Linked DNA regions of Mus musculus: all the other regions are linked to region 1. A link is a contact called in public promoter capture Hi-C data. All regions are on one chromosome and are shown on one strand. Each heading gives the region's core, a stretch centred on a gene start, on an enhancer-like site or on the middle of the called end of the contact. The rest is flanking DNA. Distances are from core to core; before and after follow the strand shown.

Region 1 (2,700 bases), core at 191-2,690:
ATACCTGGCTGTAGTGAAGATCCCTGTCTCAGTGGGATTCCCTAACTTTTACATGGTAAACCCACGGATTAGCTAGGCCATTGTGTTTGGGTGAGACTGGCTACTGCCTCAAGTAAACACTCTGCAGACCAGCCCTGAGCTATTATGGCTAGGTTCTTTGTAATGCCTAATTAGTTTCACTGTCTCTACTAGAAGTAAATCTGAATGTTACTGAATAGGTAACCTCACTGGATTCCTACTGAATTCCCAGTTTGTCGGCTTTAAGGTCTTTCTGGGACATTGGAACACTGGCGAAGGCTTAGCTATGTCAGAATTCAATCTTTAAAGGCACTTATAATAAGACAATAGTAAAAGAGAGCACGTGGATCCATACACCACACTAACGCGGGGATAGGGTATGAATATACGGATTATGAGAACGCCAAAGTTCCAGGAGGTGAGTTTCCTTGAAACTCTTTGCCTCATGAGTGCTCCCAGGCTTCTCGGCCTGCCAAGCAAACTTCACTGGAGTGTGCGTAGCAGTGAGGCAGCAGGAACCTGGGGCAATCTGAAGAGTACACCCTGATGACTTCCTATGCCATTTGTATTTTTATAAACAGTTCTGGGGGACTAAAACCATTGAGCTATATCTACATTTAAGTGGCATTCCACTTTAAGGCAGTTCTTACATACATACATACATATATACATACATACATACATACAATTTTTCTTCCAGATATATAGGGAGTATGTCTGCAATCCTTATACTTCAGAAGGCAGAAAAGAGAGGGTCAAGAGATCAAACTCATTCTTGGCTGTCAAGTGAATTCCAGGCCAGCCTGGGCTATATGAAATCCTTTCTCAAATGCTGGGATTATAAGTGGCCACAGCTCACTCGGTTCTATCTATCTATCAATCTATCTATCTGTCTATCTATCTATCTATCTATCTATCTATCTATCTATCTATCTATCTATCTATCTACCACTTATCTTTCTTTCTACAGGTAAGATTTTGCTATTGAGACCTGGCAGGCATTATTTTGAGACAGGGCATCACTATGTAGTCCCAGAACTGGCTGTGTAGACCAAGTTGGCACTGCATTTACAGAGATTGGGAGATCTGCCTCAGTCTCTCAAGTGCTGTGATTAAAGATGGTCGCCACAATGCCTGGCTAAATCTAGCTTTCTCACAGGTTTATCTACCTACTCTTCTGAGGCCTTCCTTCTCCTATCCCTTGGTACTCGGCAGAAGAAAGAGGCAAGAGGCAGACTTTCCCACAATCAATCCCTGTGAGGGTACAAGAACAAAGTTGTCACAGCACCACACTTCCTTGGCACCAACTGTCTAAAAACAGCGCGACCACGCCCACCTCTTGAGAGTAGCCAATCAGGACTGGAGATGTCCTTACAGCCATTGTGAAGAATGTCCTTTGACTGCGCAGCTCTTAGGATTCTGGGTAGGGCCCGGGGAAGTTCGGTGGATCTGGGTCTCTATTTTCAAGACACCAGGATCTGTCATTGAGTGAAAAGATCATGGATACAGACGAACAAGGAGCCCCAGGTAGGAAGCCACTAGACCGTCCACAGACTCCAGATGAACTGAAATTTTACGCTCGGAATTATGTCATGCTGGCTCTCTTGGCGATGATTCTTTTCCTACCCTTTGGGATATTAGCCATATACTTCAGCATCCAGGTAAAAGTATCCCCGCCCCACCCCCCGCCCGCCTCCACTGCTCATCCTATCCTCTGCTTGCCACCTGCAACTGTTTGTGTCCTAGGTCTTGGGTCGGGCTCTTCCCACAGTGGCTATAGGGCTCCAACCCTCCTTCCAAGAGCTTCTTGTCTCAGAAACCCATACTCATGCTCCTACCCTTACAGACCAACGAAGCCAATAAATGCAGCAACTGGGAAGACGCCTACCGGAACTCATCTCGAACTATGTGGTTTAATATGTTGGCCATAGTAGCCTTTGTAGGCATCATTTATATACTTGTCCTAGTCCTATGAAAGCTACACATCAGCATCTACGGGCTCCTCCCCCAACAGACATGCTCACTTAGACTTTGACCAGCCATCAAGAAGAAACTCAGAGCTTCAGAAATGCCCTTGCCAAGAAACCCACCAACCAAAAAACTCAACATCCAAAAAACGGCCCCAGGCAGGCCACCTGACTACACTCCACCAGTTCATTCTCATTTGTCTTCCACGGCTGTCTAAAAGCATCTTGGAAGTCCACATCTCAAGTTCTAAATCTGCATAAGCCACTGAGCTGCTCTTTCATGAAAAAAAAAAAAATCACATTTCTGAGCCCAATAAAATTGAAGGGAATATCCCGGCTTTGCCTGTGTCTGGGTGTAGATGTTTCTCTGGATCAATAATAGTTTCACTGGAGCTATGTTGGCTTAGACCCTGTGAAAGTCAGACTGCAATAATGGTGCCAGGCTCTGTGGCACACATTTATAATCCCAGAATTTGGGAAGCAGAGACACTTACAAACACACACACATATTTTTTAAAATTGCACGTCTTTGATTTCCTGAACCTGTTTTTGTTGTAAAGTATACATAATAATTCATAATAAGATGGGAGTGTGTTTAGGAATCTGAATGTGTGTTTACTCTACATGACTTCCCTCTCAAGCTGAGGTGCTGGGCTTTTGGTGTCTCAGAGCAGGAAAAAAACAAAAAGCAAAAAACCAGAAACCTTGGCCACGT
Region 2 (2,942 bases), core at 147-2,646, 340 kb before region 1:
GGCCAAGGTTTTGCCATGGATAGGAAATCTCTAATAAGACCCTAAGTCTGGGGACCCAGAAGGGCAGGGGTTTTTTTTTGGGGGGGGGGGGTAATAAACCTGTCCTCAGGTTATTCCAATGGATATAGAGTCTATTTCCTCAGGTTTTTCTTGTTTCCCAAAGGCCAGACTCTTCCTTCCAGACCTTTAATTTTATCAGCATTGGATTACATTGGCATTGAACGAGCTGAGGCCTGATGAGAGACCTTGATTTTCCACAGTCCATTTGGCGTTGGCAGCTGTCTGTGGCTTCTGCTTTCTTGACCTGGTCCAGTGGATTCATGGTGTAATGCCAGCTACCTTCATAGCCATAGGAGTGGAACAACATCACCATGTAGGGCCCTTTCCAAGTCAGTTCCCTTTGCTTGATCCAGACAGCATCACGGGCCTCAAACAAAGGGATACTGCTGGTGGACTCAGAGATTGGCTGGGCCTCTCAGAGAGACGAGTGCCAAGCCTTTATGAAGGACTGGAGGGCCTTAGTGACTTGAGAAAGAAATGGTTAGAGTTCTGCAAACTGCTGGTCTCCAAGCCTAGGAAGCAGTGGGGGAGGTCTTCCAAAAATAGGGGATAAATCCCTTGCTATATGGGGTGCCGTGGGTGGAAGCAAAACAAGACCTGTCTATCTACTGCTGGACTCTAATGAGAGTTTTATAGAGGGGATTTTTGTTTTGTTTTTTGGTGGTGTTGTGTTGTTTTATGCCCTGTTCATTTTTTACCCCAGGCCAGGACTTTGAGGCCTATATGCACAATGAAGTTTTTACTCTATGTCAAAAGCTTTAGCTATTAATTAAGAAGTTTTTCCTATGAAAGCCAGGCTACGGCCAGACCCCATTGCTAGGGGGAAGCCTAGTCAGGGGATCAGTTCCCGGAGGAGCTTTCTAGTTACTATCTGAGCAGTGTCTGTTTGGGTGAGGAACACTACTACCTACCTGAAAAAGGTATCTTTAAAAACTAGCAAGTACTTTTATCCTCCCCTGGCAGGCTGATCTTTGTGAAGCCAGTGTTCCCAGAGTTGGCAGGTGTGTTGGTCTCTCATTTGGACCCCTTCCTGGGTAAAGGTTCTATGTTTAAGTTTCACTTGAGTACAAGCCTGGCATCTGGCTGAGACATCCTGGGCTAGGCTGACTAAGTGCAGGTGTAACAAACATACTGTGATCTGAGTAACTCAGTTCTGTGGACCCCAGATGAATAACCTGGTGATAAAGGTCAGTTACCAGAGTCCTGCCAGTTGTTCCTGGGAAAATGGTCTTTCCCTCTGGTGTTCTCCATCAACCTGTGGGTGTGAGTTGTCCATTTCTTTACCAGAGTCTCAGGCAGTACCAAGTAGTATGTCATCTGAATATCAACAGGCCTGACTGGTCTTAGGACTGTTTGTCAGACAGCCAAGTCAGCAGCCTGGCAATGGACGACAGAAGCCAAATAGCCTCTAAGAGGGCCAAGATTTTTTTTTTCTTAATGTCCTTTTACCCAATGGTGAGAAGCCCTCTTTCTTTATAGATCATACCCCTTAGTAAAAGCACTGAACGTGGTGTATATGGTGGCCGACTTTCCTTTTCGCTATCTGAGAGCCTGTGTCAGATCGATCAGTTCTGCTCTCTGAGCTGAGCCACCTGGCTTCAGCCCAAATCATTTCAGTTAACACAACAATTGCAGCTCCCATGCAATTGAAAGTTTTATCTTTCATCCTCTGACATACCTGACCAAATGGTTGGACCCTCTGGCCACAGGATTGGCCCACCTGTCTAAGAGCTATGGTGGCTACTGTTAGTCTAATGAAACTAAGGGTCAGGATCTTATAACTCATAGCACCCCATATGGTTGGGACCCTCCTCCGGGGAACACCAGAACACCAGCTGTCTAAGGACTGCATGACCCAATACTCTTGGACCACCCTCGAGTCTAGTTTGAGAATTCCACCACCATTAATCCTGCTACCCTCTTTCCTAATGATGACCCACAGGTGTTCATCCATGACCGTCACAAGCAAGCACTTCTGCTCCCAGACAATAAAGGTCCCCCTCCCTCAACTCTGGGTGACCTGGCAGAGCCAAAAGGATTCAGGTCCCCAACAGGAGGAGGCACAGGTCTTAAGCAGGGTTGTGGAGGGGTCTCACACCAGAAAAAGACACTGATCAATACAAGTGTCTTAGTGCCCATACCCACAGTGACACACCCATTCCAACCAGGTCACACCTATTCCAACAAGGCCACACCTCCAGATGGTGCCACTCCCTGGCCCAAGGATATACAAACCATCACAACAAGGAAACAAAATTGGCAGAAATACATAGACACACACACACACACACACACAAACACACACCCCTGGGGGGGGGGGGCAGAGAATAGGAATGGCCCTTATAGATTCCTGTATTGAATGCTTGGCCATAGAGAATGGTGTGGCCTTTTGTCAGAATTGCATCACTGTGGAAGCGGGCTTTGAGGTTGTACATGCTCAAGCTCCACTCAGTGTGGCACACAGTCTCCTTCTGCTTAGAACACTCGGCTCCTCCAGCTCCATGTCTGGCTGCATGCTGCCATTGTCCCGCCATGATGATAATGGACTAAGCTTCTGAAACTGTAAACCAGCCCCAATTAAATGATTTCCTTTATAAGAGTTGCCGTGGTCATGATATCTCGTCACAGCAATGAAACTCTTTTTTTTTGTTTGTTTGTTTTGTTTGTTTGTTTGTTTGTTTGTTTTCGAGACAGGGTTTCTCTGTATAGCCCTGGCTGTTCTGGAACTCACTTTGTAGACCAGGCTGGCCTCGAACTCAGAAATCCTCCTGTCTCTGCCTCCCAAGTGCTGGGATTATAGGCATGTGCCACCACTGCCTGGCAGCAATGGAACTCTTAACTGACATACACAGGATGGGGGACAGAGAGAAAAAGAAAAAGAG
Region 3 (2,948 bases), core at 284-2,783, 410 kb before region 1:
TAGGACCACCAAGGGTTTTAGATGTTTTCCCCAGAGGCAGTCGAGCTTCTGGAAGATGTGGCTAGGTACAAAGATGCCCTAAGGGGACCTGGAAGTCTCTTCCCTCCATCCCAGGCCAGACCACTGCCAGGCCTGTCCTTCCTCTGTTTGTATCTCTAGCTGTGCTTCTTGCTTTGGTACTGCCCTGAGGGAGGGCTCCGCTCCTTTATGGGAGGCAGGATGCCTTGTCCTGGCTAGGGCCTGAAGATCAGGAGCTACCAACAGGGAACACAGACTATCATAGTTAAGTGAGCTACATCAGGGAGGGAGGCCTTGGCGAGAAGTGGGGAGTCCTTTTCCTTGCCCCACAGACCCTTGGCCCTAAGTTCCCTTAAACTTTCCTCTCCACACCCACAACAGCAACCTCTCCCAAGCCTGGTGCCTCTGGGTCTCCACCCTACCGCCTTCACCATAGTGTTGGGGGTCGTCTGGAGTCCAGCTGGTGGCCGAATAGAAGCCACCCCTTTCCTGGCCCTGCCCCTCCCGGTGACCCCAATCCTCTGCCAGCCACTCAATGGTGCCTTGTTCTCCATCCAGACCCCGGACAAAAGTTCTTCTGTGTAAGGAGGAAGAATTTTGGGGGAGGGGGCACCTCCAGCAGGGACCATGTGGGAGCCTTACAGACCCCAGGCGGAAGGAGTGCCATTTGGACAGGGGGCAGGGAAGGGTGGGGGCTTGTAGAGTACAGGGAACTCATCTGCAGTAGAGGAAGACAACTTTGACATCCACATCCATGCCCACACCCACTCCGTAGATTGAACGTCCACCCGACATCTCCTCATCTCTGAGAGAAACGTTGAAAGTCAGTTCGGTTTTCAGTCTTCTGGGGCCTGGTCTATGAACCCCAAGAACCAGACCTTCCCCAACTTCTACCCACCACTTGAGTGCCTTCTTCCTATTACAACTTTGGCCTTGTCAGTGTCTTTTATTAACCCCTGCCAACAAAGAATGCAGAATGGAGAGTGGGCTTTAGTTCCCTACAAATGCCAGTGGGTGCATCCCCAAACAAAACAACAACTGGTGGTGCATGCCTTAAATCCCAGCCTGCGAGACAGAGATGGGTGACTCTCAACAAGATCAAGTCCAGCCTGGTCTGTAGTGTGAGTTCCCAGGCCAGCCAGAGCTACATAGTGAGAGCTTGTCTCAAACAAATAAAGAAAAAGCCCCACCCCCACTACAACCTAAATCAGAAACAGATTACATGTATGTTCCACGTTCTCCCACATCGTTCCAGGATGATGGGCGTCTGTCATTAAGGACCCCAGAATCTTCCCCGTTCCCAGTCTCCTTTGATGTTTGGGAGATCAGACACACCCTCTTCCCTCCAATCCTCAGCCCACCCTGGTCCCCTTCCACTTTACCTGAGGCTACTATAGTTAAAGAATGAGTAGAACTGTCTCTTTAAGGGAGGAATGGAGTGGGGGCGTCCCTCGCCTCAGGGAGACCTGACTTGTGCCTGCCTGCCCAGGTTTGCTCAGGGCGTGGCAGTGTGGATAAAGGCTGTCCCGGCTTGGCAAGTCCATACTCTGCTTTCTCCCGGAACCACCTCTCAGCCTGTTGAGCTACTCAGGTGAGTGGCCTTGGGGGCCCCTTCCTCCCTGAGCCTCTGCTCCCCCACTCTCTCTAACTCTCCTCTAACTGCACCTATTACATAGAAACTGGGGTTAAAGACCCCTAAAACTTTCCTGCTTAAAGATTCTTTTATGGGGACAGGAGACTACCCGCCTCTGTCAGCTGATTGTCCCAGATGGCTCACCTCTGTGGGACTGGATTATACAACTGGGGGGACTCACCTGATATTCATAGACGGATTGGGGAAGCCTGGGGGAGGTCTGAGAAGATGAGAAGTCTGGGTTTACCTGAGGTATCTGAGGTGTCAGGGTGTACAGGAAGTGACTACATCGTAATATCGTGATTGAGGGTTTCTCAGTGGATGAGAGTAGAGGGGTGTCTAGGGGTAACTAAGTAGATGAAGAGTAATTTAAGTGCCCTGGGGGGAGGAAGCAGATGGAGGTGTGTGTCTGAGCGGCCAGGTATTATTAGGGCACAAGGAAGATAGATGAACACCAGGAGAGAGAAGTCTGATCCAGGGAAGCTGTAAAGCGGGACTTGGTTAGGAGATGGGGACTCAGATGACAAGGGTGTATGCATCCTACCCTGCAGATATGACCATCCACCGTCCTGGAGTAGGGGAAAACACGGAAGCTGCCCTCTGACTAGCACAGGCAGGAAGCAGATGAGGGGTGCTTAGTGTCCCAGCAAGGCTGGTTCTCTCTGTGCTGGCTCCCACTCTGGTTCACTCAGAGATTGTGGTCCTTTGGGGTCTTGGAAGAGTCTGGAGAGAGAAGTGTAAGAGGTGAGATTCAGCAGCCATATTGATAGAGCACACAGCGTTAGGATGAATTCCCATGTGATGGCTGTGTGGGATAAGAACAGTGTCAGCTTCATCAAGCTGAAAAGACAGTATGAGGGAGTCAGGCTGGAACTGAGAAAAATGGCCGCATAGGCTGGGCACTCAGCTGCAACCCATGCATGTGTGACAGAGTATCAGGGGGCAGCCTTAGACCACAAGCATCCATAGCTGAGACCCCTAACCACTACTGGAGCTCCCCAAAGCTTGCTGGGGCCCTAGACATCTGAGAAATAGTCCCCAAATCAACTACAAGAAATATATGTCTAATCTAAACAAATGGGTCCAGGGTATGTGTGTGCATGGTATGTGTGTGTGTGTGTGTGTGTGTGTGTGTGTGTGTGTGTGTGTGAGTGATAAGTGTTAATTAAGTCCAGGGCCTGAAGAGCAGGCTAAGCAAGCCTCCATTGCTAGCCCCTCTCTGAGGGATTCTAAGCAGTGGCTCTACCACTGAGCCACGCCCCCAGCCTCTCACAGGGGGATTCTAGGCAGGGGCTCT

What was found. Promoter capture Hi-C pulls out the DNA fragments that hold promoters and counts their contacts.
Region 2: a contact with region 1 is called in a promoter capture Hi-C map of liver. The contact joins the enhancer-like site here to the promoter of Pmis2 in region 1. A contact is called at or near these places in 16 of 39 promoter capture datasets (the 3T3-L1 cell line, the C10 cell line, the HPC-7 cell line and 9 more) and 2 of 115 datasets of contacts at active chromatin or transcription factors (large pre-B cells and memory CD8 T cells).
Region 3: a promoter capture Hi-C map of the HPC-7 cell line shows a contact between it and region 1. The contact joins the promoter of Fxyd3 here to the promoter of Pmis2 in region 1. A contact is called at or near these places in 19 of 39 promoter capture datasets (the 3T3-L1 cell line, 3T3-L1-derived adipocytes, the C10 cell line and 12 more), 1 of 15 datasets of contacts at CTCF or cohesin (the NIH/3T3 cell line), 3 of 484 Hi-C or Micro-C datasets (B cells, bone marrow-derived macrophages and embryonic stem cells) and 1 of 9 other capture datasets (liver).

What each region holds. Positions count from the first base shown.
Region 1 is chr7:30,670,345-30,673,044 of GRCm38.p6, reverse strand. Pmis2 (PMIS2 transmembrane protein) reads left to right here and starts at 1,440. Exons shown (of 2, transcript NR_027849.1): 1 at 1,440-1,545; 2 at 1,865-2,323.
Region 2 is chr7:31,011,660-31,014,601 of GRCm38.p6, reverse strand. All of the region lies in intron 2 of Gm42377 (a long non-coding RNA gene), which reads left to right. Among named protein-coding and RNA genes, the nearest start is that of Gm42377, 16 kb to the left of the region's middle. Within about 2 kb of position 1,396, at least 3 of the 459 cell types and tissues checked have an H3K27ac peak or open chromatin away from gene starts, as enhancers often do. A contact at or near this core is called in liver, where this site is marked.
Region 3 is chr7:31,075,282-31,078,229 of GRCm38.p6, reverse strand. It overlaps Fxyd3 (FXYD domain-containing ion transport regulator 3), which reads left to right and starts at 1,533. Exons shown (of 8, transcript NM_008557.2): 1 at 1,533-1,609.